Regions from separate parts of the Mus musculus genome. Here all the other regions are linked to region 2. Evidence: chromatin contacts called from public ChIA-PET data. All regions are on one chromosome and are shown on one strand. The core of a region is the stretch at or near the end of the contact, and the rest is flanking DNA. Distances in the headings are between cores, read along the strand shown. Region 1 holds the start of Dnajc12 (DnaJ heat shock protein family (Hsp40) member C12). Region 2 holds the start of Srgn (serglycin). Region 3 holds the start of Sirt1 (sirtuin 1). Region 4 holds the start of 1700120B22Rik (RIKEN cDNA 1700120B22 gene).

Region 1 (6,237 bases), core at 3,452-5,951, 880 kb before region 2:
AGTGACCCTCGGAGACTTTACCTCTTGGCTTACCTCTGCTTTTTCTTACTTTAAGGAATGGGTGGGAGTGATTTTGTTTGGTGCTGCCATATGCTGTGGACTGGTGTTCATGCTCTGGTTGGTATGCAAATTCAAAACCCAACAAAAACATGACAAGGTGATTATAACTCAGGCACTTTTAGCTATTGAAAACGGCACCTCCCCTGAAGGTTGGTTATCTATGCTCAAGAATTAGTCGGCATCTGAGTTCTCTGCTCTTGCACCCCACGACACTGGGATAAGAGAGACTCAATGATCATTGATCAGCCCTTGCACATCAATAGGGTGATCATGATTTCCCCACTAATTCATTTTTTGGCTGGCCTCTTTTGCAGAGTTCGCCCTAGGTCATTTAGCAGTTACTGTCACACAGCACTGCGGTATCCAGAGACGGGCAACTTTCCTCATGCACAGACCAACCTAAGACACGGGGCCCAGTGGCAATAGGGTTACCCTATGACAGGAAAGGCTGTGACATTAGAGGAATGACCTAAAACAGGAGCCACGGTGGATGGACGTAATTGCACAGGCCTAGACCAGCCTCATTTTATTAAAACAAAAAGGAGGAGATGTGGGAAGCCGTTGAAGAGTGGCAGTTACAGAGTGGCAGTTACAGAGTGGCAGTTACAGAGTGGCAGTTGCAGAGTGGCAGTTGCAGAGTGGCAGTTGCAGAGTGGCAGTTGCAGAGTGGCAGTTGGCTACAGCTGGCCACCACACATACATAGCCAGTAAAGGTTCTTTTGCCAAGGTGAGGTTTTGAGAATTGACAAATGTTAACCAATCAGATGAGAGACAAGTTAACCAATCAGATGAGAGAGAACGCCTGTCCTAGGCCTATAAAAGCAGCACCAGTTCTGGGCTCGAGGTCTTTTCGCCTCTACAATCAAGCTCTCCCAATAAACGTGTGCAGAAGGATCCTGTTGCAGCGTCGTTCTTCCTGGCCAGTCGAGCGCGCGCAAGATCCGGCCTTTACACACACACACACACACACACACACACACACACACACACACGTGCACAGATGTACTTCGTAAGAGAATCAAATGTCTTCAAGTGTAGATAACCATGCAGACAATTCCAGCCAGGTCATCCTTGGCTAAATAGGAAGTCCAGGCCAAAAATGTAATAGTATACTTTGTGTGTGGATGTGACAGGGTCACACTGGGTAGCCCTGGCTGGCCCAGGATTCAACATGTAGACCAAACTGACTTCAGACTCCAAAAGATCAGCCTGCTTCTGTCTCCTGAGGGCTGGGATTAAAGGCATGTGACATCAAGCCCAGCAAATGAACACTTTTAAAGATGTACCTGATTGTTGTATGTGTGTGAATGTTTTGCCTGCATGGTCTGTGCACATGACATGGTCGGAAGAGGGCACTGGATTCCCAGGCATTGGAGTTCCAGATAGCGATGAGGCATAGTGTGAATGCTGGGAACCAGGCTCTACAAGAGCAGCCAGTGCTCTTAACCACTGAGCCAACCCTCCTGTGCCCCAAGTAAACACTTGTAGATTACCATCTTACTAGTACCCCCAAACCCTCTTTGTATAGAGTTCCTATCAATACAGAATAGAAAATATTGTTCTCCTTTTTACTCCTTTAAGATACATTTTGCCCATATTTATGTCTATGTTCTGAGAAGATTAACTAATACAAATGCATAAAATTATACCTATCTGTCAAAGATGGTTGGAATTTTATTGTTATGGATGTTCTGGTTTTTGTTTGTTTGTTTTAATTCACATCACACTAGAAGCTGTTCTGGGACTGGGAGTGGCGGCACACGCCTGTGAGCTCAGCACTTGGAAGGCAGAAGCAGGCGGAGCTCCGTGAAATTGAGACCAGCCTTGGCTACCTAGTGAGGTCCAAGACAGCCGGGGCTATGTAGAGAGACACAGTCTCAACAAACAAACAAACAAACAAAAATTGAAAAATGAAAAAAGAAGGAGGCAGAGGAGGAGGAAAGAAAAAAGGAAGCAAGGAGAGAGAGAGAGAGAGAAGCAAGCAAGCATTCTGGGGTCAATGACATGGTTCAGTGGGTAAAAGCAATTGCCACCAAGCCCGATGACCTGAATTCAATGCCCCAGACCCACATGGTGGAAGGAAAGAACCATTCCCCACAACGTGTCCTCTGACCTCTGCATGATGTGGAATGCATTATGGTACCTGTCTACGGTAGCAAACTGTAAACCCCCAACAGTGCTAACAAGTTACTGTCACTTCCTGCTTTACATTTCTCGAGTCTTGCCAATTTCATTTAAAAAAAAAAAAAATAGCTCGTATCTGTCTTTCAATACTTTACCATTTTACTGTCACAGGGTTAAACACAGACCTTCTGCAGGGCTGACCCTGAGCAAACCAGGAAAGATGGCTAGTTTGCTTTCAACATAGCCTATCTCTCTCCTGCTGTCCGTATCCCACATGCCCAGTGCTGAACGCAGACCGTGGACAGCCAAAGCCCTTACCTCAAGGTCCACTAAGCCCTCCCTTCCTGATCCAATATCTAGTGATCTGTCTGCACAGCTGCCTACCATGCCGGTGGTAAACAGAAATCATGTTTAACTTTACTCACAGTCAAATAAACCAAAACCTGCAGAGGGTGAAGGGAGGTTCAAAGACACAAACACCATGCTCTCCTGAATCTTAATTAAGTAGGTACACATTTCTAAAAGTGAATTCAAGTACACATATAATATATATTTGCAGGCATATGTAATGTGAATGAAATATACATTATATATGAAATACATAATTATATTTGTGTGTGGCATATATAATGTATATATGTGTGCATATATAATATATGAAATATATAGTGTACATATATGTTAAACATATAATGTACATATATACATGTACATATACACATATTTTTCCATATATGTGTGGAAAAACATATATGTGTGTATATATACATATATATGTATATATATGAAAAACCTCTATCTCTAGTCTTTGACCCAGAATTCTAATACTAAAAACTTGTCTACGGAGAAAATCTGAAATGAGACAAGAATTTAGCTCCACAGTGTGTGGCTTATCTAGAGAAACAGACTACCATAGCCTCAATGAAGCCAAAGCAAGGCTTAATTCAGAGTAAGAACTAAGGAACTGTCATGCAAAAGGGACTGCAGTAAGCATAGTTTTGGGGGGTTGGTTTTGTTTGTTTTATTTGGGGGATCGGCCCTTAGAATTACAGTACACAGGTCATCCATCTTGGTGTCTTAAGTGACTCTTGAACCAAAGATCTGGTCCAACCCAACATACAAAGGTTCAACGAATAAAACATAATTTTTAAATAAAAATGTATGTGTAGTAGGATATTTCTTTAAACTAATTATAACTATCGATGTTTAAAAAAAAATTGGCTTTGTGGCTAAGCATGGTGGCACATGCCTTTAATCCCATCACCTATGAGGCAGAGGCAAGTTATGTCTGTGAACCATGGCCAACTTGATCTACATGCTGAGATGGTGAGTTCCAAGCCAACTCTGTCTCAAAAACAAAAACAAAACAAAACAAACAAAAAAGTAATGCAGGCTATATGACAGAGTAAGTATCCCTACTCAGCCAAATAGAACCCAAATGCACATACATATATACATACAGGCATGCATGCATGCACATAAAACAAAAATAATAAGTCTTTAAAAGAATAACACATTTGGCTGGGCGTGGTGGCTCACGCCTTTAATCCCAGCACTCGGGAGGCAGAGGCAGGCGGATTCCTGAGTTCGAGGCCAGCCTGGTCTATAAAGTGAGTTCCAGAACAGCCAGGGCTATACAGACAAACCCTGTCTCGAAAAAAAAAAGAATAACACATTTGTCTCAAGTATATGATGTCTAAGGGAAGCATTACTTTCTTTAAAAGAAAAATCTCCCACCAGATATGACATCTAACTTGATTTGATTTGAAATTATAATGGTATTTAATACCATTTGAGGTTATAATGGTACTATAAAATCCATGAGACTTTCTCTGAACGAGGAGACTACAGACAGGGGGCCCCGCCTCCTGAGCTCTAAATCGCAGCCTTTACTTAGGCAGTGGCTCTCAACCTTCCTAATGCTGCGACTCTTTAGTACAGTTCCTCACGTTGCGGTAACCCCCAACCATAAAATTATTTCGTTGCTACTTCATAACTGTAATTTTGCTGCGTTTATGAATTGTAATTAAAAATATTTGATGTGCAGGATATCTGATATGCGACCCCAAGTCCGTAGCAACCCACAGGTTGAGAACCGCTGCTCTAAATAAATAAAAACTGTATGTGGTCCCTCTCCCAGCTAATACTTTGAAGTTCGGAGTCCTTTCCTCAAATTAACCAGCAAGCATTTTAATCCTTCACTTTCTCCGAGCCGAAACTCCTTCCAAATGGTACGAGGTTGGAGTTCCAGGAGACGTGGCTGATCTCAAAGGCGACCTGGTGAGAACCTGCAACCCTGCTTACCGAGGAGAGCTCATCGCATCCCAGCAAGGCGTAGTAGTCCTCGCTGCCCTCCGGCCTGTAGTTCAGTATCGCGTCCATTTACAGCGGATGAGTCAGTCCTCTCCGACGCCACCGACACTGTGAGCTCCGGGGCGACAGCAAAGCTCTTTACATTTCAGCAGGACTTTCCAAACCAGCGAGCACCCAGACGTCAAGCCAGCCCTTTGCAAACACAGCTTCTCATTGGCTGTTTGCCCAGGATCGAGCCTGCCATGCGGGGCTGCTGGGATCTGTAGTTTGGGGTTTGTTGTTGCTGTTGGGTTTTTTGTTGCTGTTGTGTTTTGTTGTTGTTGTTGTTGTTGTTGTTGTTGTTGTTGCTGCTGCTGCTGCTGCTGCTGCTGCTGCTGCTGCTGCTGCTGCTGCTGCTGCTGCTGGTGATGCTATTGTTTGTCGTTGATGTTGTTTTGGTTTGGTTTGGTTTGCTCTTTACTTTTTGCTTTCATTGAAAAAATTTGTTTCATACAATATATATTCTGATTATGGTTCCCCGGTCCCAACTCCTCCCAGATCCTCCCCTCTCCTTCACTCACCCAACATCTCGCCTTTTTTTTTCCCCCTTCTCTCGTTAGAAAACAAATTTTAAAAACTAAAATAAAAGAATTTAGAGAAAAATAATGGAAGAAACACATGCAAACAAAATCTATAAAATTAAAAACACGGGCTGGAGACATGGCTCAGCGGTTAAGAGCACTGACTACTCTTCCAAAGGTCCTGAGTTCAATTCCCAGCAACCACATGGTGGCTCACAACCATCTGTAATGGGATCTGATGCCCTCCCTCTTCTGATGTGTCTGAAGACAGCTACAGTGTACTCACATATATAAAATGAATGAATTAATCTTTAAAAAAAATTAAAAACACAAACTGGGAAACCATAACATACCAGCAGAAGGCCAGTAATTTTTTTTTATGCAATATAAAACAAAAAGGCTTTAAAAAATACCATTGTCAGCAACCACATGGTGGCTCATAACCATCCATAATGAGATCTGATGCCCTCTTCTGGTGTGTCTGAATACAGCTACAGTGTACTTACATATAATAAATAAATAAATCTTTTTTAAAAAATACCATTGAGTTTGTTCTGTGTTACCCGTTTCCTGCTGGGCACGGAGCCCACCCTTAAGTGTGCCTAATATACCCAGTGAGACCCCGCTACAGAGAACTACTTTTTCCTTGATGATATCAACTGAAGATGGCTTGTTGGTTAGGGATGGGAGGCCATCTCTACTTCCCCTCTCAGTGCTGGGACCTCATCTGGCTTGAACACGGACAGGCCTGTGTGTGCTCTCACAGTCTCTGTGAGGTCCTATGTGCCTCGGTGGAGTTTGAGTATTGACATGGTGATTTTTTTTTTTCCTATTAGCTAATCGGAAGTCAGTTTTGACAATTTAGTGTAAAACTGTTACTAATTTATTGTACCTCTGTTACTTGGATAGTTTTTTTTTTAACCTATTTTTTTAAGAGACAGAAGAAAATGTGAAGCAAGTTTTTAAGATTTGGTCAATTAGAAAGATACTTTTCCAAGTGTCTAAAATAGCATGTAATTTGGGGCGGTTGTAGATGTAGCCCGGTGGCCAGCATTTTTGACTGCCACCAGCCAGGCCCTAGGGAAAGGAGAAAGGGAAGGGGAGGGGAAGAGGGGAAGGGAGGAGAAGGGAAGGGAGAGAGGGGAGAGAAGGGGAGGAGAGAGGGGAGGGGGACGGGGAG
Region 2 (6,270 bases), core at 1,685-4,184:
TCTTCTCTTCTCTTCTCTTCTCTTCTCTTCTCTTCTCTTCTCTTCTCTTCTCTTTTCCTTTCCTTTCTTTTGTCTTTCTTTTTTCTTTTTTCTCTTCTTCTTCTTCTTCTTCTTCTTCTTCTTCTTCTTCTTCTTCTTCTTCTTCTTCTTCTTCTTCTTCTTCTTCTTCTTTTGAACACAGGGTCTCTCTCTCTTTATATATAGTTCTGGCTGTCCTGGAGTTTGCTGTGTAGATCAGATCAGGCTGTTCTTGAACTCATAGAGTGACTCTTGCTTCTTCTGTCTCCTGAGAGCTGGGGGTCAAAGGTATGCACCGCTCGACAAGTGGCTAGACTCAAACTCTTGACTCTACTGCCTCTGTTTCCAAATGCTGGAGTTATAGGCATAAGCTATTATGCTAGGCTAAGGCCAATTTCATATGTGTGTGTGTGTGTGTGTGTGGTATGTATATATACATAAATATGTATGTATATATAATTTATCTTACGTGCATTGTAATTTTGCCTGGATGCATGTTTTGTGAGGGGGTCAGAGCCTGGAGTTACAGACAGCTGTGAGCTGCTATGTGGGTGCTGGGAATTGAACTTGGGTCCTCTGGAAGAGTAGCCAGTCCTCTTAACACCTGAGCCATTTCTCCATCCTCCCAAGGCCAGTTTTTAAACACTTCTTTTCAGAGTCAGTTTCCCTGAAGCTTCAAAAGTCTGATACTTCCCCTAAGAGATTTATTTCCAATATTTTTGATGACTGTGAAATTATTCCTGAGAGACAGCAAGGATCCAACGAGTGCCCTCCCCAGCTGCGGACTGTAAAGCCAATCTGCCTGAGAGCGTTTGGCAGATACGCCTACTCAATAATTACTAGAAGACTTCCCTTTCACACACCAGTCTGATTTTCTTCTCATCGCTCATCTGTCTCTGGAGTATGGTTTAGAGCACCTGAGTTCTAGAACAGGTCTGGCCACTCACCCCAGAGTGTGAGAAGAGAGGACTAGAGAGAGACTCGGGAGCCCAGGGTCATCTTTGGCCTACACAACAGGTTCAAAGCCAGCTGGGGATACGTGAAACCCTGCCTCAATAAATAAAAATATATAAGGAAGTAAATAAAAAAAAATCCCCATGACTCAGCAGCAGCAAAAAAAAAAAAAAAAAGTCCCCGAGTGAGAAAAATCTCCCAGTGATCACTTTCAGGTACTAGTTTTGGTTGTTTGGGTTTTGTTTCTGTCACTGTGATAAACTACCCTACAAAAGGCAGCTTAGGGAAGAAAGGGCTCAGGGTCACATTTTAGCTCACGCTTCCAGGTTACGAGAACAGTGCATCATTGCAAGGAAGTCAAGGCGGCTTGAACTTGAAGCAGCTGATTGCACAATCCAAAGCAGAGAGGAACAAATGATTGCTGGTTTTCTCTCAGCTTGCTGCCATCCGGATCCCTAAACCAGGGAGGGCATCACGCTGCCTACTATGGGCTGGATCTTCCCACACCAAATAACCAAGACAATCCCCCTTAGGCCTGTCCATAGCCATCCTGATCCGGGCTATCTCCGTCCCTGAGACTCCCTTCCCACGTGATTGTAGGTTGTGTGAAGGTGACTAAATTATCCATCTCTACTTCTAATTGCCTTGAAGGTGTCGTGAGAAACTTCCTGAAGCTGTTAACATGATCTTTCGTTTTGTTATCAGGGCTTTAATTGAAGCTTATCATGAAAAGGGACCAAAGGCAGAGGAGAGAAATCCCAACAGATACTAAAACTCCACACGGTGTGCGCTGGGTCTCTGTGCGCCTCGGTTGCTACAGTTGAGGGTTTCCAGGCTCTGAGGGGGCTTCTGAGGAGAAGTTTCTAAGGAGGGCTTCATTTTCTCTATCAGGGCTCCTGAGCTATGAGATTCTAAAGTCTGTCCTTATCAGGAAACCTTAAGGAATCAGCAGGAAGCCCAGAACAAGGGGAAGGAAACTCCTCCCACCCATCAAAGGATGGCCAAGGGGCAGGCATCTGAGCAGCCGAGGAACGGACACCCTGAAGTGGAGAATGGTTGAGCCCTCAGAGCAAAGGCAGAGAAAGCTGTCTCGCTACAGATACAGCGTAAAACCACCCTTACTGTGAGGCTAGCACAGAGTGGCCATTCCCGCACCCGCACCCCCAAAGCCCCGCAATCTTCGAGGCCAGGGAACGGCTAGTCCTTTATGAACGGCAGCATCTGTGTCTCTGTTTTCACATTCCACGGCCCTCTGAGGGGGGGACCTGCCCTCCTTGTTCCTGATTTTTGCCTTACTCAAGACCAGAAAGAAAAATTTTTTTTCGAAGTAAACAAACAAACAAACAAAAAAAAACAGGAAAAAAAGATGCAAACATGCATGGTCTCAATCCCTGGGGAGCAGCTGATTTTATATATATATATATTCCTCACCTGTTTGTGAGCTAGAGGGAAAGCCAGGAATTCTAGCAGACTCTGGACGTTAACGGAGACCGCTCATCCTGGGGGCTGAGAACCCAGCTCGGCTCGGAATGTTCCCTGCTTGTGCCTGACTCTGTGCGCGCCCAGCTTCTCTTTGATGTGCGCTGTGGATGAGCCGAGCTCAGTTCTGGAACAGCTGAGTCCTCCTGTCTGTTTAGATTGTTACCTGAAGGAAGGGAGGGGGAAGAAAGTGCTGATTCGACTTTTTGATGGGGAAAACTTTTTTTTTAAACATGCAAATGACAGATGGCAGAGCTTTTTGGAAAAAGAAAAAATAATAACCACACAGCAAACGCCTAGGGGGAGTCCGGTGGAGTTTCATCATGGGTATGAACAGTTGTTGTTTTTTTCAACTTTCTTCTTCTTTCTGGGTGTTGATGTGGATCTCTTTCTATTTGTTCAGGAAACTGTGACGTGTGTTCTTGGGCAGGGTCTGAGGTTTTGGAACCTCTTTCTAAAAGGGACAGAAAGAGCACCCTGCTACATTTGCTAATCCAGAGGCTGAGTGGAGCCGAGCTGGTCAGGATGCAGGTTCCCGTCGGCAGCAGGCTTGTCCTGGCTCTCGCCTTCGTCCTGGTTTGGGGATCTTCAGTGCAAGGTAAGAGACCCAGGATCTTTAATTCTCTGCTCTGAAGGCATCAGCATATGCACAAGTAATTGTCTTCATCTGAAGGTGCAGGGTGTCCTATTGTGGGAGGGGAGGTAAGGAAGGATTTCAGGTGCCTCAACAACCTCGTGTGAGTTTACTTGAGTTTGGTCTAAAAAATAATAATAATTAATTAAACTCTAAGGTAAGTGGTGGCCTTAAAACCTGTCAGGATGACTGAAAAGTGTTCTTATTTTTTTGGGTAAAGATGTGTGGTTTATTCATTTAAAGCATTCAAGAAATAAATGGAAAATTACCCAACTGATCTACTGAGATGGTGGCATCATGGAATTTTCTAGAATAGCATCCTATCACTGAGTTGTCTGCATGAACTCCATTTTGATATAAGGTCTCATGTAGCGTAAGATGGTCTTCAACTTGCTATACAGCTGAAGAGGACCTGGAACTTCTACTTCCCGAGTGCTGGGATAACAGGTGTATGTCTCCATGCTGGGTTCCAAAGAACGGAATCTGATGGCGCTGTTATTTTAACAATGAAAGAGGCTTTTGTGTGTGTGTGATTTTCTGAGACAGGGTTTCTCTGTGTAGCCCTGGCTGTCCTGGAACTCACTCTGTAGACCAGGCTGGCCTCGAACTCCGAAATCCACCTGCCTCTGTTTCCCAAGTGCTGGGATTAAAGGTGTGCGCCACCACTGCCCGGCTTTTTTTTTTTTTTTTTTTTTAATTGGGGTAAATGTAGCTATTTTTACTTTCTTCTTAAGCTCGGCTCTTACCAAACATTCAATTTTGGCTAGGCAAAATGCTAACTCTAAAACAATATTTTAGAAACAGCCTGAGGAGTGTTAGCATTTGTGCTCTCGTCCAGAAAACAGGTTTTCGTTTGAAAACCTGTCTGTAAATTTGACTGTCTTTTACAGCTGTTCAGTCATGCTGACTCAACCTCAAACTTTTTCTAAGAAGATGGAATGTTTGTAGAACAAACAAACAAACAACAACTACAAAGAAGCACACTTTATTCGCCTTAATATTTAGGGAACTATGTCTAAATGAGGCAGAAGGTCATGGCCTGATAAATAAGTTGCCGAGTTTATGGTTGAAAAACATAAAGGAAATGTTGAGTCACAGCGACATACGTGTCCTGGAGTTTCTTCGAAGTGACTCCTAGCTGTAGCGTTCTTACTTCCGGTCGAAATGACATCTCACAGGTTACTTCAGAAATTCCTTGCATAGTGGAAGTTTAGAAACTTATTTTCATGGGGCTATGCTAACGTCGTCATCGGAAAACAGGAAGTGACCTTGCTAAGGCTCACTTCTATTTATGTAGCTTTGTGATATTGGCGCCTACACCCAGGGCCTCATGCATGTCCGGGGCTCTGCTACACAGCTAGAGCCACACTTTTCCCTTTGACTCAGAATTCAAGTTCATGCGGATCTTTCAGGGAAAAACCTTTGGCTTCATGAAATAGTCCCCGGTAGCCACGTGCTCTGGCAAGATGGACAGCTGTGAATTCCGCATTTGTGACACCTGGCTCTGGGTGTCTCTCTACCAGAGGCGTGCATGTAAGCCTTTCAGTTGCAAAAGTTCCCAGAAACATCAAACTAGACTAAAAACAAAACCTTGTCTATTTCATCACGAGCCAGAAATTAGGAAGGAGTCGGGCTGGGTGGCTTCTAAGGCACTCAAGGTGCAGAGGCAGGAGGGACTGTGAGTTTAAGGCCAGCCCAGTCTTCGAGAGTTCCAGGATAGCCTGTGCTACTAGTGAGATCTTATCTCAAAAAAAAAAAAAAAAAAAAAAAAAAAAAAAAAAAAAGCATGGGGGGGGGAGAGGTAGGGGAGGAAAGGCTGTCTTTTATCTTTTATGTCATGGTTGACTTAGCTCTTAGTTGGGAACAGAAGCAAAGAAAGGAGACAATGAATGAGCCAAAAATCTAGGGTGTTTCCAAGGGGTTCTTGGCTTAACGACTTTGCTCATCTCTGAACATGAATGTGGGTGTTTGGCCACGAGTTAGTGATTAAGCGGCTACAGCAATGACACTATGTGTCTTACCACTTGTGTCCTGCCACGAGTGATTAGATACCATACCCTCTCTGTCAAATCGCTTACCCCAGGATAGCCTTGAGCTCATTTTTTAAAAATTATTTATGTATGAGTGTTCTGTGTGCATATACATGGTACATGACAAGAGAGAGCATCGGATCTCATTACAGATGTTTGTGAGTCACCCAGAGATTGCTGGGAATTGAGCTCTGGAAGAGCAAGTCGGTGCCCAGCCCCTTGAATTCATTATGAGCTGAGGGTGGCTTTGAACTTAAGTATGTGTGCTACCATGCCCACTTTGTGGAGTGCTGGGAACCAATCCTAGGTTTTGGTTGCATGCTACACCAGTTTACCAACTCAACCACAAGCCCAGCTCTCGCCTTATCTTTACAAAGATGTTTAAGGACTGGTGTGTCTGTAGTTTTCCTGTCTAAGTGATGAGATGCACCGGGATTTTAGCCTGTGATCTTAGGTTACTGCATTTACGTTCTGAGATTGCCGTAACAAAACACCATAGACCAGGTACTTAAACAACAGAAATATAGCCAGGTAGTGGTAGCACATGCCTTTAAGCCCAGCACTCAGGATGCAGAGGCTGGAGGATCTCTGAGTTCGAGGCTAGCCTGAGCTACAGAGTTAGTTCCAGAAAAACCAAGACTACACACAAAGAAACCTTGTCTCAAAAAAACCAACCACCAAACAGTAGTTTATTTTCCACACGCACATTGTACCAGAGTTTAAAACCCAATCCAAGATGCCTGGCCCCCGTGTGTTGGCAATGTTGGCTTCACTCTGACACCTTTCTCATCTATGGTGCCTGTGTCTTTTCACACAGCCCCCCTTCTCTATTCCCCATTATTCTCTCCTTAGAAGGACACTGTCCTGTTGGACATAGGCCACCCTAATGGTCCCATTTTGACCTCTTCAGTGACCATGTTTCCAATGTTGTCACATTGGAGGCACTTGTAGGTTAGTTCACGTGGGAAAAAAAATCTTTCTTATGTATAAATAATTCCCGTAACATACTTTATTTCTACAAATCCAGCTAAAACCACGATGTAAAATGGTATCCAGTACAAGGAAACATGTGCAATCTGCGAGTGGGTGATAACAGTGATGGCTAATCTACTTAATAGAGGCTCCCGGGGGACTGTCACCTAGGCGAGGCCCTTG
Region 3 (6,339 bases), core at 200-2,699, 830 kb before region 2:
CATCTTTAATCCCAGCAGTTCAAGAAGCAGAGGCAGGTGGCCTCTGAGTTCAAGGACAGCCTGATCTACAGAGTTCCTGGACAGCCAGGGCTACACAGAGAAACCCTAACTCATAAAACAACAACAAAGAGGATTTTTATGTGTTTGGGTCTTTTGGCTCCATACATGTCTGTGTTTACCAAAAGCAGGTGTCAGATCTGAAGGTATGAGCTGTCATGTGGATGATGGGAGTCAAACCTAGGGCCTCTGCAGGAGCAACAAGTGCTGTTAACTACAGAGCCATTTCTACAATTCTAGAAGTAAGATTATTTTTTCGAGACAGGGTTTCTTTGTGTAGCCTTGGCTGTCCTAGTGAACCTCCTCCTGTCTCCTCCAGCTTGCTGGGATTAAAGGCCTGTGCCACCATCAACTGCCTAGGATTTTAAAACTAATGTCATTTACTTTAAACCTGACTAGCTGATTTCTCATGGTCTATCGTTTTAAATTTCGTTTTTGAGACGAGGTCTTATGTATTCCAGGCCTTTTTTGAACTTCCTAAGTAGTTGGAGATTACCTTCAACTTACCCTCCTTCCTCCCTCTCTCTAGGGCTTCGGGGTTGTCTGGCAAGCGTGACTTTACAACTGAGCTACAGTCTCTTTCGGTCCTGGCCCTGTCATTTTAGAGATGATTAAAAACTGGGCTTAGAAAAGGTTCAGTCAATCGCCCAAGTCACAAGAGCCCAGGCCCAATCTGACTCTTAACACAGAAGTTTGTGGAGAACCAACCACTCTCCCTTCTGTCCTCTCTCTTGCTGCCCCAAGAGATGAATTTTACCAAAGACTAAAGCGAGGTACAGAGGACCTGGTGGGTCCAGAGAGCAGATAGGGCGGGTCCTCAATCGCCAGATCTTTCCAGGAGGGCAACAGGCCCCGAGGGCTGGCTTGGGCATTCCATTGCACTTGAGAAGGGAGATTGGGAGAGAGCGCAAACTTCCTGAGGAGAGACCACAGGGGTAACCTGAGGAAGAGCTGTCACAGAGCAAGGGCAAGGCAGGTGGAGGAGTTCTCCTCAGGAAGGCCGGCGTCGGCCAGGTTGGGCTCTCCAGAGCCCCTGAGGTAAAAGCCGACTTGAGGCGAAGAGGCGCAGGCAGGCAAGGTGCACGCGTGAGGCCCAGGTGGGAAGTGGCGGCGCCATCGCAAACTTGAACCACCGCGGCGATCCCGGACGAGCAAGCGAGCGAGCGAGCGAGCGAGCGAACGGGTCGGGCGGGCGGGAGGCGCCAGAGGCCGCTGAGGGGAGCCGAGCCGCCCTGGGTGGGGCCGGGAAGGGCCCAGGCCGCGGGCGGCGCCCGGCCACGTGACCCGGCGTGTTGTGGTCCGGCCCGCGTGGGTGGCGGGAGAGGCGCGGGGGCGGGGAGGGGCGGGTCACGTGACGGGGTTTAAATCTCCCGCAGCCGAGCCGCGGGGGCGCCAGTGCCGCGCGTCGAGCGGAGCAGAGGAGGCGAGGGCGGAGGGCCAGAGAGGCAGTTGGAAGATGGCGGACGAGGTGGCGCTCGCCCTTCAGGCCGCCGGCTCCCCTTCCGCGGCGGCCGCCATGGAGGCCGCGTCGCAGCCGGCGGACGAGCCGCTCCGCAAGAGGCCCCGCCGAGACGGGCCTGGCCTCGGGCGCAGCCCGGGCGAGCCGAGCGCAGCAGTGGCGCCGGCGGCCGCGGGGTGTGAGGCGGCGAGCGCCGCGGCCCCGGCGGCGCTGTGGCGGGAGGCGGCAGGGGCGGCGGCGAGCGCGGAGCGGGAGGCCCCGGCGACGGCCGTGGCCGGGGACGGAGACAATGGGTCCGGCCTGCGGCGGGAGCCGAGGGCGGCTGACGACTTCGACGACGACGAGGGCGAGGAGGAGGACGAGGCGGCGGCGGCAGCGGCGGCGGCAGCGATCGGCTACCGAGGTGAGTCCGCGCGCGCTGCCGCGCAGCCGCGTCCCTCCGCGTCCCCGCCTGTGACCCGGTCCCAGGTTGCCCAGGGCCCCGAGAGCTCCGCGGGCTCCGCGGCGGCGGCGGCGGCAGCGGCGCAGCTCGGCCCTGGCTCGGCCGCGCGCCGCCGAGCTCGCCGGCCCTGCTGCGGAGCCGCGCGCGGACTCGCCGCTCGCCTGGGCCGCCTTGCGCTGCTGCGCGCAGTCGCCGGGACCGCGGTTCTCGCAGTTTGGCGTTAGAGTGAAGTTTTCCCTCCCTCGGTTTGGTTTCCCTCCCGATGCGCCTTTAGTGAAGTTATAGTTTTCCTCACTGCACACTTTGCTTTGCGACTTTGGGGCTGTCCCGTGGATCGACATGCGATTTCGTTTTGCAAACTGACACCTGTGTTGCTTTTTTTTTTTTTTTTCTTTTTTGGATAGACCTATGTCTTTTTTTGAAGTTAGAAATTTTAATACACCAAAGCTATTTCTTGAGACACAGTCTAAAAAATGTAAGGAAATGGCTATTCCTAAAAATGTTGCTTTTCTGCGATTGCATTTATCACTTCGATATAGAGGAGTTATAGTTGTACTGTACTTTCGTAAGTTTTCTTTTCCTTTCAAAATCATGCTCGCAACATTTTTAGATTAACAAACCTGAAACAAACCTGCTTGGTTTTGCCCTATTGACGCCAAACGTTTGGGTTACTTTTTTGTTTTGTTTTTGTAATAATGCCACTTATCGTCTTCCTGAAAAGCTTTGTACAGAATTTATCAGAGTCTGTCAGTGCCCTTGTAGATGTTTGTGGCTCGTATAATGGTGCCATGAATTAAAAAACAACAAAACGTGTTAGGGACTGAAATAGGAAATGACCCTTGATGTCAGGTATTAAAGGGGAAACAAGTCGCATAAAGTATGCTTCGTGTTCTTTAAATCATACATTTACTAACACCCAGTGGCTGAAGCAGGTAGATTGCTACTTGAAAGGGCTACGGAAAGAGACTTTCTCTGGTTGGGGCAGTGAGAACACAGCCAGGGATTGATTTTTATCTCAGTGATATTTAGAAGTAATTTCTATTTGATGCATTTCATGAAGTTGTATTTCTTTGTCCTGGGCATGGAACCCTGAGCTGCTTTTGTAGGGCTACACAGATTTTATTTGTGTGTGTGTGTGTGTGTCTTCATTTTGGATTTTTTGAGGTAGGGTCCCTGTTTAGCCCAGGCTGGTCCGGAACTCACTATTTTATATATGTCAGGCTGGTTTCCAATGTCTGTGCCTTCCAGGTGCTGGAGTTACAGATGTGTGTGCTTCTGTGCCTTTCTGGTTTTTTGTTTTTGTCTCAAGAACCTGTGTGTGTCTCACCATACAGGCCAAACGGGCCTCAAAGTACCTGGGATTGCAGGTGTGGACCGCAGGGCCCAGCTGGGGATTGTCTGAGCCGCAGCCTTTTGATCTCTTTGACAGACAACCTCCTGTTGACCGATGGACTCCTCACTAATGGCTTTCATTCCTGTGAAAGTGATGACGATGACAGAACGTCACACGCCAGCTCTAGTGACTGGACTCCGCGGCCGCGGATAGGTATGCTTCAGGCATGTGCATCTTTGAAACAATTGCAAACTTCCTTCATTCCTTCCGTCCTTCTGTCCGTCCTTCCTTTTTGAGACAAGATATTTTATAGCCCAAGCTAGTTAAGCTACTCTGCAGTCTCTGCCCAGCCTCTGGAGTACATCACAACCAAAGCTCTTTTTGACTTACTCTTCCTTCTCTCTTTTCTTGATTTTTTTTTTTTTTTTTTTTGACATTTTCATCTATCCTATGATGGCTTTAAACTTGTGGAGTCTAGGATGTAAGGATGACATTGATATCCTGACTTTACCAGCAGTCCAGAGTGCTGGGATTATAGGTGTGCTGTATGTACCATGTCCGTTTGTCAGTGCCTGAGGTTAGGTCCTCACCTCTTTTCTTCTGTACATTGTTTTTGCTTTCTGTGTACAGCCTTTGGGGGTTTTGCTTGCTTGTTTTGTTGTGGTTGTTGTCGTTCGTCTGCTTGCTTGTTGAGACAGGAACACGTATAGCCTAGACTGGCTTGAACTCATTGGCTGGGTAGCCAGCCAGCACATATTAGCCTTGAATTTCTGATCTTGTGTCTAAATGCTGGGGATTATAGTTATTTGGTACCACCCCAACAGCTGCTTTTGTACCAACTTTAAATTCTCTGTCACCTTTACCATTTAGATTTAGTTGCTCAGGTATTGGTAAGATTTTTTTTTTCTTGGCCTCCTGCATGGTAATCCTTGAGTCGCTCACCACGTCCTCCCATCTAAGGCAGTCAGAATACCTAGACAGTCCAGGCAGTAGTGGCAGGCATCTTTAATCCTAGCACTCAGGAGGCAGAGGCAGGAGAATCTTGAGTTCTAGGCCAGCCTGATCTACAGAGCAAGTTCCAGGAGAGCCAGGGCTACACAGAAACCCTGTCCCCAACCAACCAACCAAAAAAACCCCTTAGACTTAAGCACACCCTCCCCAAACTGAATTAGTCAGATCTTGTTAGGGATATGACATGAAATACATATAAATTGTATTCTTTGCATAAAAATGTATATATTGCTAACTCATTGCTTGAAAAAATAGCTTTTTATTAGAAGTGGAATTGATGTGAGTCTTTCTTCCCTTAATATAGGTCCATATACTTTTGTTCAGCAACATCTCATGATTGGCACCGATCCTCGAACAATTCTTAAAGATTTATTACCAGAAACAATTCCTCCACCTGAGCTGGATGATATGACGCTGTGGCAGATTGTTATTAATATCCTTTCAGAACCACCAAAGCGGAAAAAAAGAAAAGATATCAATACAATTGAAGATGCTGTGAAGTTACTGCAGGAGTGTAAAAAGATAATAGTTCTGACTGGAGCTGGGGTATGTAAGACGCAGAAAAACAGTAAAGAGAAAGCTAGTAGATATTCCTTTTCCAGCTAACTTTTTCTGCTCTTGATGTAGCCTTTGTTCATAAAAACTGAAGAGAGCCTCATTTGTTAAACTAGTTCAGTGTTTTGAAAAGTTTGACAACTTTAAAGATTTGTATATTTATAGAACAATTGGTAAGTGGAATTATGGTTTATTTTTTTGTTTTTATTTAAGATCGTGTGTGTGTGTGTGTGTGTGTGTGTGAGAGAGAGAGAGAGAGAGAGAGAGAGAGAGAGAAACAGACTCATTCATTCATTGATTTTTGCCTACATGCATAAATGTGCATGGTACCCACAGAGGCCAGAAATGGGTGTTGGGTTCCCAGGGATTTGAGTTAGTCAGATGTAGGCCACCATGTGGATGCTAGCAAACCTGGATTCTTTTCAAGGAGCAGCAAGTTCTCTTTAGTGGCTAGACTCTCTAGCTCCTGGACTTGTTTGGTTTTAATTTTATGTATATGGATGTTTTATCTATATGTATGTTTTTGTACCATTGTGTGATGTGCCCAAGGAGTCCAGAGGCATCAGATCCCCTGAAACTGGAGTGATGATGTTTGTGAGCCTCCCAAGTCCTCTGCAAGAGCCTCAAGCCTCTTTCAAACCTGGAATTTTTACACATTATATGCTGGCTCCTAAAGATGATTTAGAAGAATTAGAGCTTTTTGAAGTCTATGGTAGCAAGAGTCTAGTGGAGAAAGTTTTCTTTCATTCTTTTTTAAAGATTTATTTATTAAAATGAGTACACTGTTGCTGTACTGATGGTTGTGAGCCTTCATGTGGTTGCTGGGAATGAAAGTTGCTCACTCAGGTCAACCCCGCTGGCTCTGGCCTAAAGATTTATTATTATATCTAAGTACACTGTAGCTATATTCAGACGCACCAGAAGAGGACGTCCAATCTCTTTATGGGTAGTTGTGAGCTCCATGTGGTTGCTGGGATTTGAACTCAGGACCTTTGGAAGTGTAATTGTACTCTTAACCGCTGAGCCCCCTGCCCTCCTTCATTTTACCTTTGTAAGATTGTAGAGACTTGGTCTAGAACCAAGTCATACTGTGTTGTGTTGTATGTTAGGCATTATGTTAGCAACCAGAGCAGTTTGAACAGAGTGAAAAGTATGAATGAATCAGAATCTCAGTTGTGGGAGGCAGAGGCAGGTGAGCATGCCAAAGCAGGTCGGTGTGTGCTGGCCCCTCAGCCCCAGACGAGGGCTAGGGTTGCTTCAGGTGTGATTTAGACTAGGGTTCGCCTCTTATTTTTATTTTTATTTATTTATTTTTTTTATTTTTAGGGACAAACATTAAGTTTTGTGTTTGGGTGCGTGCATGTGGTGGTTTGTGAGCTATAGCACTGTGGGAGTCAGTACACCCTGAGTTGTGAGTTGCTTGTCCTTCCTCACTGTCAGTCTTGGCTCCAGGCTTCATCAGAAGCACCTTAACTGGCTGAG
Region 4 (5,816 bases), core at 535-3,034, 740 kb before region 2:
CTAGTTGTCCATAGGATGCATTGCCCCAGCACAACATGCTTGGAATGACCTTGGTCTTCCAGTTTCAATACAAAAGTCCCTTCTGAAACACTGGAAACTGGGAGGTACCCTATGTCTGAGGAGAAAAACAAAAGTTAGTAAGACCTCAAAGCAAGCTGCTCTCTCATCGAGTGTTAAGCTAAAATGAGGACTGCACTTGTTTAATACTTATAATATGCTTGGGGTGACAGTCAGTTCTCTCAGTTTTAAAGGGCCATATACAAATGTTTAGGAAATGACATCACCTTCTACTATTCTTTGCAAAACTTAAAACAGTAACTGGCTTTAACTCTGCTATATAAGTACTCTAATGAAATTAGGTTTTCGTGTTTACATACATTTAATGAGAACAGTAAATAAGGCATGTGTCCAATGCCCAAACAAGCAAGTATCCAGCCAACTGCAGAAACATAATCTTCCAGTCCCCCACAGAACAATCTGATACCTACCTCCACATCAACAGAAAATGGAAGTTCTTATCTGTAACATAAATAAAAACAATAATGGAACTTTAGAAAAAAAATAACAATTTAAAGTAGACTATTCTCATTATTTGTACTAATAAGCTATGTACAAAATTAGAAATTATCAAGTCGTAATTTCAAACAATCGACTCCATTTTATAAGTCAAAATGCTAAGGTCGAGAACTCACTCTACTAATTTAATTTTAAAACCAAATCAATGTGATTATAATACATACCTCTAGGAAAATTACTTAAAGATGAAAAACAATCACAGGACTGCTGAGTTTTTTTTCCAAACAAGACCAGGTTGGAGGCAGGGTTAACTTTTGATAGGAAAATCTATATAACTTCTGCGCTTGAAAGACATACATTAAGGGGCTGAGAGATGTCTCTTTTAAAGGATCCTGATTCAATTCCCAGCACCCACATGGCTGCTCTCTGTGTGTAACTCCTCCCAGGGAATCAATCCTACGCCCTCTACTGGCTTCCTGCACTACGGGCACGCATGGTGCACAAACAAGTGAGGGAATCCTCCATTAACATTAAAAAAAAAAAAAAAACCCTTTACATTTCTTTAAAAAGCATGGTGCATTAAGAAGCATTAATAGAAGTCAGTCTTATCCTTGCTGTCCAAAATCACCTAAATTCCTTTCGCTGAATCTGAGGTTTCAAAACATAATTTTCTTGCATTTATGTTTATTTAGAAAGTGCCGAAGCTGTCTCACTCCACTCCTATCAGAAAAAGTTTGGGACACCAAAACTCGAAAGTTCCAGAGAGTTCTGCATTGTCTTTCCCTATCTCTCTCTCTGTGTTTTCAAGGCTAGCATCAGACAGGAACATAGCTCCGATTTCAATGCGCTTCGTTTGGGTACCCTTTTTTTTTTCCTCCAAAAAGTCAGAACCAGTATGGGAAAGACGTTCTCTCGCCAGCAACAGGTAGGAGAACGCAAGGCAGTTTGGTTTCCTCTTTCTCTGACCATGCACCTCACGATCAGCTCCCGCGGCCCGGGGCAGAGGAATGGTCTGCACACACCCAGCCTCACGGGCCGGCCAGCCAAACTCCCGCAGCTACCTATGGGCGAGCCGGGGAGAGGGTTCACCCCACCGGGCTCAGCCCCACGGCCTCGGCCCCAGGGAGACCCTTTCCCCGAGGGCGGTGCACCACTCCGGCCCCGGAAAACGTTGAGGACGCTGGCGCCCTTCCCCAAGGCCCCAGCGGAGCTCGCCTCCGTCACACTACCCCGAACCCACGGGGGGCAACGACTCACCGGGTCTCTCAGGGCAGGGAGAGCCCTAAGCGATGGAGGACGGACGCTCCCTGGACCTCTGGGCGGCTCTCCAGCTCCCAAGACCTTCCTCCTTCAGCCGGCCGCGGCGATTACCACGGCTCCTCCGACGTCCCCGACCGCAGCTCCGCTGCCTCTGCTGCCCGGCTCGCCCGTGAAACTTTCCCAGGCTCCTCCGAGAAACGCTGCCGCCAGCACTCTCCGGACCGAGAGACAAGCCGTCAGCGACCCGGATGGAGCGGGAGGGGAAGGGCTGGCGGTGAGCAGGGCGGAGACCACGAGGGGTGGAGAGAGCTGAGGGAGAGGCTGGCGACGAGGGAGAGCCAGGCGACAAGGGAGAGGGGCGGTGGTTTCGCGGGGGAGGGGGGAGGGGAGGGGCTGGCCGGAAGTGAGCCGGGGAGCATGCGCGACCCCGCCCACTTCCCCATTCGTGCGCCTGCGCGGGAGACCTCCCAGGGTTCGTCTGATCCAGGAGCCTGCGCAGTGTTGCGGTTCCCTGCTCTAAGACGCTAATGCAGCCGGCTAGGGCTAGAAGCTGTCAAATGTATTTTCTTTCTTCCTCTTCTTCTTCTTCTTCTTTTTTTTTTTTGTTCTTGTCCGTGTGTTTTTAACAATGCTTCGGCGTTGACAAGTGAAAATTTCATTTTGGTTTGTCTTTCTGCTTGGAGGGTTTTAGCCTTTTCATAATTTTATTCTACCTTTCCTAATTTTGGTTTTGAAGTAGCAGACGAAACCATCACAAATACGGTTAGAAAAGCCGATGATGACTCATTTTAAACCCTTAAACTCATCTGAACCTAATTTGAACATGTAAGATATATTGCTAGCAATGGAGCAATGGCTTAGTCTAATCTTACTGAATGTCAACATCTTTGCTTCAGGTTCCGGAACAGTGTTGGCTCACGTTTTCAGCTAACTTCTTGGAAGATACGAGGTTAAATTACCCAAACTCTTTCACTCAGAGAAAAACAGGGCTTACAGCTACAGTTCCTGCTTCATGAAAACGAAATCCAGATTTCACAGGCCAATTTTAACATCATCTTGATACTAAATCTGTGTGTGTTGTGGTCTCAAAAAAGGACCCAGTGAATGAATGGAGGACAATTTGTTGGAACAAGAAAAAGATTTGCTCGGTAAGCCGCCAAGACCAAGAGCATGGAGTAGCTTGCTGACATTTTAACCTTTTAAACAGAGGTTCCATGCTCTCTTTATCCTTAGGAGGAAACTCCGTAGCTATCAATCTCTGAGTGTGTGTCAATCGTGAAGAAGTGGGGAGGGGCGGGGGGTAGTCCCATGCTAAACAACTGTACTGCTAGCTTAGAGTGAAGGAAGCTCAAGACCTTTCCAGCAGAGGATAGGTGTAAATAAAATGACAGCCTCATTTTAAAAAAAAGAGACCTTGAAACGCAGTTTTGAAACTGTATAGTAGTTAGTTTTACACAGCGTTATGGCTTTACTGGGTGCTTTAGCCAGCTAAGCATGGCACTAAAGCTAAGTTTGGCTGTCTTCAAACTTGTGGACCCTCCCTTCAGAATGGTTAAGATTGCAGGTGTAGGCCATAGCACCTGGCTTATACCAACCATACTAGAGCCTGGTTGTTTGTTTGTTTGTTTTGGGTTTGTTTGTTTGTTTGTTTGTGGTTTTTCGAGACAGGGTTTTTCTGTATAGCTCTGGCTGTCCTGGAACTCATTTTGCAGACCAGGCTGGCCTCGAACTCAGAAATCCGCCTGCCTCTGCCTCCCAAGTGCTGGGATTAAAGGCGTGCGCCACCACACCGGGCTGAGCCTGGTATTTTTGAATGAATGTTAACAATCTGTGTAGTCAACCACAGTACACAGGTTGGTTGTTTTTATTTAAAAGTATGTTTCAGATTAGGAGATGGTTACTGATGTGTTTATTAAAAGATAAAGAAGTATTAATATATGTTCAATGGGGGTGAGGTGAGGTGTGGGGGAGGGGGTACCTCAGCAGGCCCATGCCAAGGCATCCCTTTCCCCTGAGAGACCAGCCGCACAAGGGTAGAGTATAGAATAGAGCTTATTCAGGGCATGGGGAGGGGAGTTAGAGGGTTGTAGAGGCAGAGAAAGGAGAGAGAGAGAGAGAGAGAGAGAGAGAGAGAGAGAGAGAGAGAGGGAGGAAGAGGCCAGCCATAACTGTGTGGAGAGAGAAAGGAAGGGAATGGGGAGAGGGAGGGAGAAAGAGGGCAAGAGAGAGAGGCCAGAGAGAGCACAGGGGGCAAACAGCCTCTTTTATAGTGGGTCAGGCCTACCTGGCTATTGCCAGGTTAACTGTGGGGAGGAGCATGTATGGCTATTGCCAGGTAGCTGTGGGGTGGAGTTTAGACAGAATGCTAACAGTTACTGATTGTTCTATGTAAATTAATTTCCTGGACTACAACAAATTACCCCAAATCAAGTCTCTTAAAACAATAGAAAATTGTTGTCTTCCATTTTAGCAGTCAGAGTCTAAAAGGCGGCCACGGGCTGATTCCCTCTGGTTTTAAGGGGAGAATTTTTTCCTGTGTTTCTCTCTGGCTTCTGGTGACTGCCACAGGTCCTTGGCAAGCCTTGTGGAAGTAGATCACCCTGATTCCTTCTTCCACCTTACACTTGATGTTTTCCCCTGAATGTCTAAACTCAAGTTTCTCCTTCTCTAAGGATGCCAGCGACTGGATCAGGGCCCACATTAATGCAATATGAACTCGTTGTCTTAAAGGGATTGTATCTACAAAGATCTTATTTCCCAGTAAGATCACATAGGCTCCCTGGGGTTCAGATTGCAGACTACCACAGTATGTAAAAGAAGTATTGCAACTCCATTTTGGAGACCCTGACCTAAGTTTGAACTCAGTTGAACTAACAGGCTGGTACCTAACATTAGTTTCCAAGTTGCCCCCTCCCCCAACAAAACCTGAGCCTAGCTCCAGTTTCTAGCCTAACCCTCAACAAGACCAGTGTCTCTAGGTTATTCCCACAACAAACCTGTACCCCCCAGGTTACCAGCCCACCCCCTGCCTAACAACCACCAATGCAGAGGGGAGCAGAAACTGAGTTTATGATATGACTCCCAGCACCAGCCAATTATGTTAAAGGCCACAGGAACTTCCCAATTATATACTTAAACACCACCCCCCACTTGCTGCTTACTATAAAGTCTTGCCCCAATTTGGGGCTTCCCCACCACCAAAACTGTCCTGCGTTGGAGGAACCCAAGCTAGCTGAAATAGAATTTTTAAAAAACCCTGCTGTGATGCTGTGAGTTACATCAGAACGGCTCCTGGCTGGGGAGCTGGGGGGAGGGGGATTCAACCCTTCCCTGGCACTACAGTATAAAATGGTAAAATACTTAAGAAAAGAAAGCATAGTTTCAGCATTGGGATGTGAGAGCACTCCCATACTTTCTCATTGCTTAATTCTTTCGTAGTCATTTTGGTTTTTTTAAGACAAGATCTAATTTTTCTGTCAGGACTACCATCAAACAGAAGTACATTGCAAACCATAGTAAAGGAGAGAACTTAGAATCCTTGATATAGGATGGACAGTGAAAGTCTCCATGGAGGAGTTGTCTTTAAAGATGAAAACTAAGGGGCCAGAGACGTGGTTCCTATGCTTAAGACCACTGGCTGCTCTTGCAGAGACCTGAGTTCAGTTCCCACCAACCATATGGTGGCTCACAGCATCTATAACTCAATTTCTAGGGTGTCTGATGTCTTCTTTTGACTTTCTCAGACACGAGGTGCAGGCAAAACATACCCATAAAATAAATCTGGGAGGGGGGGGAAGGAAAATGAAGGAATAGGAAAGACTTGTGAGGTAGAAGCAATAGAATAAGGACTTCACGGTCATCCTCAGCTACACTCACTGGCGTACCTGAGTGTCACTGGTGTACCTGAGTCTCACAGGCATACCTGAGTCTCACTGGCGTACATGAGTCTCACAAGCATACATGAGTCTCACAAGCATACATGAGTCTCAGGGTCGGGAAATAGATAGGTAGAAATCCATCCCTAGGAAGAAATGAGAAAA

The links. ChIA-PET counts read pairs in DNA pulled down with a chosen protein or histone mark.
Region 1: a contact with region 2 is called in an RNA polymerase II ChIA-PET map of memory CD8 T cells, with 28 read pairs. The contact joins the promoter of Dnajc12 here to the promoter of Srgn in region 2. A contact is called at or near these places in 4 of 484 Hi-C or Micro-C datasets (CD4 T cells, the N1E-115 cell line, embryonic fibroblasts and 1 more) and 2 of 115 datasets of contacts at active chromatin or transcription factors (memory CD8 T cells and pro-B cells).
Region 3: an RNA polymerase II ChIA-PET map of memory CD8 T cells shows a contact between it and region 2, with 72 read pairs. The contact joins the promoter of Sirt1 here to the promoter of Srgn in region 2. A contact is called at or near these places in 2 of 115 datasets of contacts at active chromatin or transcription factors (memory CD8 T cells and thymic regulatory T cells).
Region 4: a contact with region 2 is called in an RNA polymerase II ChIA-PET map of memory CD8 T cells, with 57 read pairs. The contact joins the promoter of 1700120B22Rik here to the promoter of Srgn in region 2. A contact is called at or near these places in 2 of 115 datasets of contacts at active chromatin or transcription factors (memory CD8 T cells and thymic regulatory T cells) and 1 of 9 other capture datasets (liver).

The regions. Positions count from the first base shown.
Region 1 is chr10:63,385,027-63,391,263 of GRCm38.p6, reverse strand. It overlaps Dnajc12 (DnaJ heat shock protein family (Hsp40) member C12), which reads right to left and starts at 4,701. Exons shown (of 5, transcript NM_013888.3): 1 at 4,489-4,701. The coding sequence starts at 4,566.
Region 2 is chr10:62,504,421-62,510,690 of GRCm38.p6, reverse strand. Srgn (serglycin) reads left to right here and starts at 2,934. Exons shown (of 3, transcript NM_011157.3): 1 at 2,934-3,049. The coding sequence starts at 2,977. Gm51804 (a long non-coding RNA gene) reads right to left here and starts at 2,887. Exons shown (of 3, transcript XR_003949006.1): 1 at 2,737-2,887; 2 at 2,404-2,617.
Region 3 is chr10:63,334,145-63,340,483 of GRCm38.p6, reverse strand. It overlaps Sirt1 (sirtuin 1), which reads left to right and starts at 1,449. Exons shown (of 9, transcript NM_019812.3): 1 at 1,449-1,919; 2 at 3,388-3,504; 3 at 4,607-4,848. The coding sequence starts at 1,514. RefSeq lists a promoter at 885-1,513.
Region 4 is chr10:63,240,121-63,245,936 of GRCm38.p6, reverse strand. It overlaps 1700120B22Rik (RIKEN cDNA 1700120B22 gene), which reads left to right and starts at 1,784. Exons shown (of 2, transcript NR_166111.1): 1 at 1,784-2,050; 2 at 2,673-3,706. It overlaps Herc4 (hect domain and RLD 4), which reads right to left and starts at 2,140. Exons shown (of 25, transcript NM_026101.4): 1 at 1,774-2,140; 2 at 489-519; 3 at 1-115. The coding sequence starts at 37.